Regions from separate parts of the Sus scrofa genome. Here regions 2 and 3 are each linked to region 1. The links are chromatin contacts, called in public HiChIP or PLAC-seq maps. All regions are on one chromosome and are shown on one strand. Each heading gives the region's core, a stretch centred on a gene start, on an enhancer-like site or on the middle of the called end of the contact. The rest is flanking DNA. Distances are from core to core; before and after follow the strand shown. Region 1 holds the start of C4H1orf54. Region 2 holds the start of PRUNE1 (protein prune homolog). Region 3 holds the start of SETDB1 (histone-lysine N-methyltransferase SETDB1).

Region 1 (3,601 bases), core at 330-2,829:
GAAAGAACTCCAAATGTACTCCTCAGTATACTCCAGGCCTATTATATTTGTGAAAGACTTTCTCTTATCAGTGTCTTCCACAACTAATTCTCTCTCTCTCCCCCCTCTCCCTCTCCCTCTCCCTCTCCCTCTCTCTCTCTCTCTCTCTCTCTCTCTCTCTCTCTCACACACACACACACACACACACACACACACACACACACACAGCCTTAGGCTTATGTTTTACTGTGGTTTTTTTCTGGCTGTGCCTGCAGTATATGGAGGTTCCCAGGACAAGGATCAAACCCACACCACAGCAGTGTCATTGCACACGGCTGCAATGACAACGCCGGGTCCTTAACCCCACTGTGCCACAAGAGAACTCCACGGTGAAATTTGTGTTTTGTTTATTTGTCTTTTGTCATTTTAGGGCCGTACCTGAAGCATATGGAAGTTCCCAGGCTAGGGGCTGAATTGGAGCTACAGCTGCCTGCCTACACCACAGCTCATGGCAACGCCGGATCCTTAACCCACTGAGTGAGGCCAGAGATCGAACCCAAATCCTCATGGATCCTTGTCAGGATCGTTAACTGCTGAGCCACAAAGGGAAGTCCCCAAAATTTAGGTTTTATTGTGGGTTTTTTTCTGGTTTCTGAACTCGGGTTTTTGTTCCAATTTTACCTCTAACTCTGGAATATCTCTGAACAAGCCGTCTAACATCCCTTTTCTTAAAATGAGTCAGCTGGACTAAATGATCTGGCTGCATTAGCTTTTCCTTTCTAGGACTAAAAATATGCATCTTTGGTATGGTTTGGTCATGAACTCTAGGCCTCCTGCTAAACATTTCCCTAAGCTCCTTGAAAGCTCTCTCTTACCCCAAGCAATGACACAGGAATCTGGAGGAAAGGCAAACAATGAGAGCACCTGGCAGACGGGGAACAAAAGAGGGAAGGAGCCAAGCTACTTTGGGGACCCCGTCCCTGAAGGCAGCCAGTACTCGTTATCCTTAAGGCCACTCCTTCTGTGTCTTTACTAATACAAGGAATTTTTTTTTTTTTTCCTCCAACTTGATGTGAAAGAAGATACCCTGGCTTCCCTCTCTAGTTTCAGACTGCCCCACCTTCAAAGAGTCTACCTCTCTCCACTCTCACTTTGGTCTTTCTCATCTCGTTCAATTCCGTGGTGATGGTGAGTTGAGCTCACTCTTATTAGGACTTCCCCATGGCTGGGCTCCATCCCCATCAGCTGCCTCTTCTTTGACAAGGCTCTGCTTTCCTCTCCCATGCCTGGCTCTAATTTCCAGTTCCCCCCTCTGCCCCAAATATCTAACACACTCGAGAGCACGTTAATCACTCCTTATTAACTTCTTACCTCCCACCCTCCCCTCATTTTCTTTTCTCCCATCCTGCTTATTGTAGAAGACCTGGCCCAAAAGCTCAGAGAGAGATGTGAACTTACCCAGGATGAGTGGCACGGCAAGGATGGCTACAAAGAGGACATCCATTCTGGATTCTTCACTATTGCCTTGCAAGTAAAAAAGGAAGTTACAGCGTTTCCCACCAAACATTCCCCGCCTCCGGCCCTCCCCCAAGGCAAGGAGGGAGCTGCAGCAACTCTTCTCCCAGGGGGCTGGGGCATTCCCTGCCCACTTGCTGACTGACTAGAACTTCAGTTACTACCGCCAGGGTTCTGAGCCAGAGCTCCACAGATCAAGAGAGGCAAAGTGAATTATTATTATTTTTTTCTGTGTTTTGTCTTTTTAGGGCCCCACCCTCCTCACATGGAGGTTTCCAGGGTAGGGGTCAAATTGGAGCTGTGGCTGCCAGCCTACGCCACAGCCACAGCAACTCGGGATCCTAGCCTGTCTTCCACTTACACCACAGCTCAAGGCAATGCTGGATCCTTAAACCACTGAGCAAGACCAGGGGTGGAATCTAAGTCCTCATGGATACTAGTCGGGTTCGTTAACCACTCAGCCACACAGGGAACTCCCAAGAGGCAAAGTGAATTTTGATGGAAACGTGTTCATCGAGCTCCCCCAGCCCTACATAGACTAGATTCATTCAGGACTCCTGCTGCCATTTCCAGAAAACAAACAAACAAACCAAAAAACCCCAACCCAAACAGAATTCTCTTATGACTCAGTAGGTTAAAGATCCTTGTTAAGTGTTTCACTGCAGCAGCTGGGGTGGCTGCTATGGTGGGGATTCCCTGGCCCAGGAACTTCTGCATGCTGCAGGTATAGTATGGCAAAACAAAACAAAACAAAACAAACAAACAAACAAACAAAAACCTCAAACCCCAAAACCCAGCCTATCAAGGAATCCCGCCCCCCCAACTCCTCTCCTTTCCTTTCTTGCTCCCAGTCCTCACAAAAAGCTCAACTTAGCTCTTACTGTCCCTAACTGTCATCACCCAGAGCTGCCCTTCTCACTGAGACTTCATCACAATCTATTTCTTCACAGTCAAAATATTCTGAGGAGAGGATGAGCATTTTTTTAAGAAAAAATTAAAAAAGAGAGAAAATTCTCTCTCTCCTCTGCTTTAGACTATGAAGTATGAGAGCAATATCAACACCATCGTCTAACTCTCAAAGCACCTGCTGCAATGCTTCTGAAAAAAAGAAAAAAAAAAAAAAAAAACAAAACCTTCAGTCAAGGCCAGTTACTTCCCCTCAGCTAAGGACTGACCTCACCTCACCTCTTTCTCAACTTTCTGCACACAGGATGGGAGAAGGGGGGAAGCAGGTAGTCTCTTTCCCTGTTCTATATGCCATACCCTTTCTCCCACTTTGTCACTTGGTGTGTTCCCTTCAATCCAACCCACAGGGTGAGTTCATTTTATGTCTCTCTGCTTTTGTATTCCCCATTTTGATTCAATTCACTTTAGGAACATTTAGTAACATATGTGCTTAGGCACAGCATCAGGCTTAGTCTCAGAGGCAATTCAGTGTTCATAGGCAAGGGAATAAGAAAAGAATGCAGGTAATTTTTTTCTTCTTTTTTTGGTTTTTGGGGCTGCACCCTTAGCATATGGAAATTCCCAGGCTAGGGGTTGAATTGGAGGTATAACTTCCGGCCTATGCCACAGCCACAGCCATAGCAACACGGGATCCAAGCTGAGTCTGTGACCTACACCGCAGCTCAAGGCAACGCCAGATCCTCAACCCTCTGGGTGAGGCCAAGGATGGAACCTGCATCCTCATGGATCCTAGTCGGGTTCATTAACTGCTGAGCCACGAAGGGAACTCCAAGAATGCAGGTAATTTTTTTAAAGGGAGTTAATATCAATTCAATGTCTAGTATGAGCCAGGTACCATGCAAGCCTCTGTGGAACCACCCATAAATAAGATAGGTTTGACACCTGTTTTTAAGTCAGAAGATGCTGCGGGAACAGCTCAAAGGAGAGATAAGAGTTGTCTTATCCCTATTTCTTCTGGCCTGCTAGGCCCAGAAGCAAGACAAAAGAGTCTTGAGCACTAGCCAGGATGCTCCCACCCTCTCAACCTTATTGAGAGAGGATTTGCATGATGACATCCCATGTATATCTATATAATCTATTCCTTTAGCTCCTTTCCAGAATTTCCCAGAAAAATGTAAAACTCTTATGTGGATGTACATAT
Region 2 (3,601 bases), core at 310-2,809, 600 kb before region 1:
CGTAATAATCTTTGGCCTCTCTTCTTAATTCCTACAGCCTCTTGCCAACTCCAGTTGCTGCCATTACAACTCTATAGCCTCTTTTTTTCTATAGCGTCAGCAAATTCTCTTTCTTTTTCCGGACTGTTGTAACTTGGGTTTCTGCTCACCTGCCTCCCTAATTGTTCCAAATGCCCCTGCAGCCTTCAGAGTTGTTTGAAGTTTCATCCTGGAGCAGCCATGTAAGTAGAGCTTGGGGGAACCTTTCAGAATGTAGAGTTGGGTTCCAACCACATTTAACTACCACCTTCCAGCCCCAGGGTAGTGCAGAATACTGCAGAAAATGTGCTTTTTTTTTTTTTTTTTTGTCTTTTTGCCTTTTCTAGGGCCGCTTCCTGTGGCATATGGAAGTTCCCAGGCTAGGGGTCTAATCGGAGCTGTAGTCGCCGGCCTACGCCAGAGCCACAGCAACATGGGATCTGAGCCTTGTCTGTGACCTACACCACAGCTTAACCCACTGATCAAGGCCAGGGATCGAACCCGCAACCTCATGATTCCTAGTCGGATTCGTTAACCACTGTGCCACAATGGGAACTCCGTGATAAATGTACTCTTTTCATCAAATGTTCCCTCATTTATTAATGAATCCCTTTGTTTCCTACCACCAACCTCACACCAGTTTTTCCTGCTCCCCAAGCTCGGAATTGAGAGGAGGTGATAGATGAGAAGCTGAGGCCTGTGGTGGGAACAAGGACCGGAGCAGAGGGATATTGAAGCTCCTGCTTGCTCAGCTAGTTTTCTCCCTGCTTCACTCTTCCCAGAGCCTGGGGCTTCTTACACACCCTCTCTGCACTACCAGGGGCATAGCCCAACTGGTTTCTAGACTAAAAAAGTGAGCAAATACGTGTATGTGTTACTGGGTCACCTTGCTGTGCAGCAGAAAATTGACAGAACACTGTAAATCAGCTATAATGGAAAAAATAAAAATCATTATTAACTATAAAAAAAAAAAGTGAGGGAGTTTCTGTTGCGGTGCGGCGGAAACGAATCCGACTAGGGACCATGAGGTTGCGGGTTCGATCCCTGGCCTTGCTCCGTGGGTTAAGGATCCTGGCATTGCCGTAGGCTGTGGTGTAGGTGGCAGATGCAGCTCAGATCCTTTGTTGCTGATCTGATTAGATCCCAGCCTGGGAACTTCCATGTGCCGCAGGTGCGGCCCTAAAAAACAAAAAACAAACAAAAAAGAGATATAGTAAGGATTTTGAAAGGATAAGGATTTTTCACTTTAAATGAGTAATTATGCTAATATCACGCTGTCTGGCCTGCCTCTGTGGATCCAGAGCAAAGGACTTTTGTACCTAGAGAGAAAGCCCAGATCCAACAAGCTGCTGCTGTCCGGCCCTGCTCCTCCTCCCCACTCAGCAAGGGCCCTTGCTTTTCCCTCTTCTCACCAGAGAGGCACAAGCGCTCCGTCCCTTCCAGCGGCAGGCGGAGGGAGGAGAAAGGGTCTGTTGTTTTTCTCTCCTGTTTCTCTCTCTCTCACTGCTGATCACCAAGCTGCTGACCAGGTCAGAAAGCCCTAATGGAAATCCTCCAGTGCTGGCCTGGCTCCTCCTCCTCCCAGAAGCTTGTCCTTGACTGATTTTTCTTTGTCCCGACGGGAAAGAGAGAGAGAGAGAGAGAGAAAGAAGAAAAAAGAAAACCCACAAACTTCCTTTGAAAACCAGCTCGCTAGACTGGGCCTGGAGCGCACGCCCTAGACTCGGCGACTCAGAAATCCTGGAGACGCTCTGAGCGACCTGGGAGTACCTGGGCTGCACTCCTGCCGGTCTCCACCCTCTTCCAGTGCCCCCGGCCGGCCGTGGGCGTGAGTCCGGAAGTGGCCACCATCCGGCCAAGACTGCTGCGCACAAACCCGTGTAAACCTGTGCGAGCTCTGGCTTTGACAGCTGGAAGGCAGCTGGGAGTGTGGTGGCGCCCCTCACTGCACCCACCTGCCCCATCGTATTGCCAGAGCTGCACCCTCCTTCTGTGTCCTGGAACAGCACCCACTTCTTTAAGGTAAAAACTTTGAACCATTTCCTTCACCTCTTCTCCTAATCCCCAGTCCTCTGTTTCCTCTTTAGCCCTGGGGAGGTGACACTGACTGTTCTTCCACGTTGGGTCTCTACACGTTTAGATTTTGAGAGGCGTTCAGGCAGAAGGAATATGTAAAAGACGCTGCTTGGGTCCCTGTATTTCTTCCTTTTAATGACACCTTCCCCCTCTCCCTTGCTAGCACGTAGACAAGGCACCGTCGTTGACTTAACTCTGAGGAGAACTTCTAAACCATTAGTTCTGTGACGATTTGCATCAGAGCGAGAAAGAGATTAGAGGGGGACAGTAAAGCACTTGAGGGGAGAGTAAAGTTCCTAGGGAGTGCGGGTGGGGGGCGTCTTGTGGAAGCTGGGTACCAGTTGTATATGCTTCTTCCAACTTTTGGCTACTTACTGCCGCTGGCTAGGGGTGGGTCTGGGCTGCTTTACCTCTCACTCACCACCAGAGGATAATTCCAGCTGGAGAAAATGTGTTGGATTTAAGAGGAAAAAGAAAGAGAAATCCTGATTTGTTTGAGTACCTGTGCTCCCTCATTCTCTCCTGCTCTGAAGGAGCACCAGGCAGGTACCTTGAAGAGGAGAAATTCTCCATCACGCTTCCTGCCTCTATTCTGAAGACTTAGCCCATCCAACTTTGCCCAGTTTCTCTGAGACCCAGCTTCCTCCGGTGTCCAGCTCCTGGGTTCTTTTGGTTTACCTGTCTGGCCAGCTAGCTGCCCAGCCCCCACTTAATTATTGATCTTTTCTTTTCTTCCCTGTTTTTCTCTAAGCTTTAAAAAAAGTGTTCCCAGGCTCTTGTTTCTGCTTCCCAGGCTCATCCTAAGTGTCATTTGGGAAAGGAGGAAAAAGAAGACAGAGAGAGAAAAAAAAAAGTGTCAGGCCTGCAGGCAATTTTTGCTATACTCTGATTCTTCTAAATTAACAACATGTAAATGAGATGCAGATAGCATAAATTATATTTGAATCAGGAGGATGATCAATTTGGGTGACTAGGCTTATTTTGGTGACTTTTATATTCTTCAGCTTCACTTCCCAGGCTTTACCCTAGCCCTAAATTCCTGCCAGATTGCAAGGGATTGCAAGAGGAAGCATAGTCTCAGGTTAGGAGGAAGCAAGAGAAAAGATTTCTAGCAAGTTTAATTTCTCCCTTTTTCTCACCCAATCAAGGGGGAAAGGGGAGCAAGGAAGTTGCAGGGAGATATTTTCCAGGGGGCAGGGCTTTGTGGCCTTTTATCATTTACTATCCATGGTGTTAATGAAATGTCTATGCTTAGTGCTGGTAAAGAGCAGGTTAAACAGGTCCAAGGGCTGACATCTAAAATGACCCAGATGGAGTTCCCGTCGTGGCGCAGTGGTTAACGAATCCGACTAGGAACCATGAGGTTGCGGGTTCGGTCCCTGCCCTTGCTCAGTGGGTTACCGATCCGGCGGCATTGCCGTGAGCTGTGGTGTAGGTTGCAGACGCGACTCAGATCCTGCGTTGCTGTGGCTCTGGCGTAGGCCGGTGGCTACAGCTCCAATTGGAC
Region 3 (3,601 bases), core at 592-3,091, 520 kb before region 1:
GTTTTCAGGGAAGTTTTTCAAAAATCCAAAATACGCCCAAAGCATGGTCCTTTCAACCTTACTTCATCATTTACCTTCTTGTTGTTTAAATATGTGTTTTAAGTGACAATTAGAGCACCAGAAATAAAATTTTCTGGGGATTTAGGAGTAGAAACAGGGCTCTAGGAACTTATTAATACTTCACAGTTACATGAAACAGCAGGTCTTTACCAAGTGCACTCCTAGATGATCCTACTACAAAATCAAAACAATTAATTGTTCTGATGTAGAGTGAAGGATAAAGAAGGGAAATGGACTTAAGACTTGGACTTCTAAAAAAAAAAAAAAAAAGACTTGGACTCCTCTATTGCTAATCATATATTAGCCTCTGATAGATAAACATTATATGGGTGGTATGAGGTCAGATTTTGGCCCCTAACCTTTGGGGAAGGGTAAGGTTTTACACATCTGTACCTTCTGAAGTATAAAGTGCACAATGTCATCAATAATTATGGACAGATTTCCTTCTATTTCTCAAAAGGTCCTTACTTGGATGCATCATCAAAGAGCTGGTCAACATGGGCCACCTCGGATTCCTTCTGTATTACCCAAGTCTCCAACTCTGCTAGTTGCTTCTTGCGCTGCTGTACACAGTCCATCTTTTCCAATTCTTCATCAATGAACTGTCGAAGTTCTTCCATAGAGATACCCAGTTCCTCAACGACTGCCTGTTGCAGCTCTGCAATTTCTTCAGACTCCATTGCAGCTGCTGCTGCATCCAAACCAATGCACCCAGGGAGGGAGGACATACTGTTGTCCTCTATATAGAGAGCAGGAAACTAAAATTACTATAACGACAATACAGAATTTCAGTGACCTAACAAAACTCATTTCTACTCTGCTATTTGTTACTCAAATATATATAGGTAGGTTTGATTCCATGTTCTTTCTCCCCATTCTCCAGTGTCTGAAGCTGAGATTTTGCAGTTCTCACCTCTTGCAGGCTAGACTACAGACCTGAATAAAACGAAAAAGTTTGAGAGGGCGTGGAGAACACATATTACGCAACAGGGAGCTATCTAAAATGTTTTAGGAAACTGAAGAGAATCAACATATCGAAGAGATTTCTGTGACCTGTGTTCTTTAATTAACTAATTTGATATATCCCTGTTTGCACACCATGACTAACCTGAGTAAATATCCCCACCTGGAGCAGAGGATTTGGTCTGTAACTCAATAATTTCTTTTTAATTACTTTTCCCCCTACATTACTTTGCTTTCACATGGCAATTTACATTTTTAAAAAGTCTGTAATACTTAAGCAGACAAAAGCTTGCAGCAAAGAGGTTTCCCCAAAGTGAAAAGAAATAAAACAATTTGGGAATAAAAAATGTGGCTGCCTCAAATCGTCAATTCAAACGCCCCCACACTTTGGTGTTAACTGCTTTCCTGATCAAACGGTTCAAACAAAACTGACGCCAGAATGCCGCGCGACCCCAGTGCCAATTTTCACCGTCTCCATTTTTCTTTTGCCCACACGCCGCCCCACCCCCGTGTTACTCATTTTAGGGGTGCGTCCCACCCACCCGCGAACCCAGCTCAACCCCGCCCCCGATAGTCTCTCAGGGAAGACTTCCTACCCATCCTCACCCGACCTCCCACCACAAACAAACCATTCGAGATAAGCCCTTGGTCTCCAAATACCTCAATTAACAGTGTTTCCCACACCTCCCTGCTTCCAGCTACGATGGCTCTTTCTCACCGACCAGACCCCACGATTCAGGGGTCGGCCTCGGTAGGAAAGAACGAAACCGAAGGGAAAAGGGAGCAGGGGGAGGGGAAGAAGCGTGAGGGAGGGAAGGGGAAGAAAAAAAAAAAAAAAAAAAAAAAGACGCCGGAAGCAAACCTGAGGCGCTGTTCCGGTCGCCACGACGGTAGCCTGACGGGGTCAAATTCAAAGAGGCAGGGCGCCCCTAAAAGGGTGAGAAACGCCGCCTAATACGCATGCGTCAAAGCGGAGCCTCCCGGAGCACACGTGAGAAGAGTCTGGCTAAAGTAGGCGTGGCCTGGGGTGCATTGCAGAAGCTCCGCCTCTTCCACCACTCCAAGTGGTGGCAGTATTGCCAAGAGCCAAAAAGGATGAAAAGTTGTCTTTTTGGCAGTTGCACAATATTTCATAATATGACATAATAACCCATATTTTGAAATCTAGTTTTCAGTTTTTAGCCACTACAAATCACTCAGCAATAAACATTAAAATGGAGTTCCCCCTGAGGCTCAATGTGTTAAGAATCCTGGGTTAGGAATCCAGCTGGGGCAGCTGGGGTCGCTGTGGAGCTACTTAGAAACCCAGGCGGATGAGTTGCCCTGCCATAATGAGAGAACGCTAGAGGGTCTCGCGCTGGCAATTAAAGTGACTCTGGGCACTTTAATTTACAACTCATTGGTTGGAAATGAGTCATAAGGCCCTACCCAAACACAGAGGGGCCAGGAAGAACATTCACTCCAGGGAGGGAGAACCAGATGTATTTGATGAATCAGCACTGTTGACTACCACGGAATCTCGTCATTGCTTTAATCTGCCCAGCTATCTTTACACTAACTGCACCTAACTTCATTAAAAAAATATATAAACCTGGGGAGTTCCCGTAGTGGCTCAGTGGTTAACGAATCCAACTAAGAACCATGAAACTTCGGGTTTGATCCCTGGCCCCACTCAGTGGGTTAAGGATCCCACATTGTGGTGAGCTGTGGTGTAGGTCTCAGACGCAGCTTGGATCTAGCATTGCTGTGGCTCTGGTGTAGGACAGCAGCTACAGCCCTGATTAGACCCCTAGCCTGGGGACATCCATATGTTGCCGGTGTGGCCCTGGAAAAGACAAAAAGACAAATAAAATAAAATAAAATAAAAAAATCAGTGTTGGAGTTCCCGACATGGCTCAGCAGTAATGAACCCGACTAGTATCCATGAGGAAGTGGGTTTGATCCCTGGCCTCGCTCAGTGGGTTAGGTATCTGGCTTTGTGAGTTGTGGTGCAGGTCACAAATGTGGCTCAGATCTGGCGCTGCTGTGGCTGTGGTGGAAGCTGGCAGCTGTAGCTCCAGTTGAACCCCTAGCCGGGGAACTTCTCTATGCCATGGGTGCAGCCCTAAAAAAACCCCAAAAGAATCACTTTTCTAGACCATCACTCTTTCCCTACAGAGTTAACTCCTCCCTCTGTGGTTCTTTTATCTTAGTTCCTTTCCACTTGTGAGTTATCTATGTGTGTTTTCTCTGCTGGTTTGTGATCAACTCAAGGCTAAGGTCCTGTCTTAATCATCTTTGTTTCCCCTAGCATCTGACATATGGTGCCCCGTTATATCTAATGATTGAAGGAAATCTTTGCTCTGCCCTGATTATTTTTCTGTTAGTTAAATTCTCTTAGTTTTCTGATGTGTGTGTGGGTGGGCTGGGGGTGGAAATGAGGAATGGGGGGTGTTGAAGAGAAGCAGGAGGTTTTGGAGCATCTTATTCCAGCCTGATTTCTTCATTGCTCTGAAAAGCTGAAGCAATCAGTCCAGTAGATCAGCAGTGGGACTCAGGAAGTGTCTTCAGAGGACTTACTACTAAATTACAATCAGGG

What was found. HiChIP or PLAC-seq counts read pairs in DNA pulled down with a chosen protein or histone mark.
Region 2: a contact with region 1 is called in an H3K27ac HiChIP or PLAC-seq map of alveolar macrophages. The contact joins the promoter of PRUNE1 here to the promoter of C4H1orf54 in region 1.
Region 3: an H3K27ac HiChIP or PLAC-seq map of alveolar macrophages shows a contact between it and region 1. The contact joins the promoter of SETDB1 here to the promoter of C4H1orf54 in region 1. A contact is called at or near these places in 1 of 47 Hi-C or Micro-C datasets (embryonic fibroblasts) and 1 of 2 datasets of contacts at active chromatin or transcription factors (alveolar macrophages).

Annotation. Positions count from the first base shown.
Region 1 is chr4:98,813,048-98,816,648 of Sscrofa11.1, forward strand. C4H1orf54 reads right to left here and starts at 1,580. Exons shown (of 6, transcript XM_001924595.5): 1 at 1,438-1,580. The coding sequence starts at 1,546.
Region 2 is chr4:98,217,303-98,220,903 of Sscrofa11.1, forward strand. PRUNE1 (protein prune homolog) reads right to left here and starts at 1,560. Exons shown (of 9, transcript XM_013997183.2): 1 at 1,431-1,560. It overlaps MINDY1 (ubiquitin carboxyl-terminal hydrolase MINDY-1), which reads left to right and starts at 1,314. Exons shown (of 10, transcript XM_001929665.7): 1 at 1,314-2,040.
Region 3 is chr4:98,291,229-98,294,829 of Sscrofa11.1, forward strand. It overlaps SETDB1 (histone-lysine N-methyltransferase SETDB1), which reads right to left and starts at 1,842. Exons shown (of 22, transcript XM_005663488.3): 1 at 1,684-1,842; 2 at 529-799. The coding sequence starts at 788.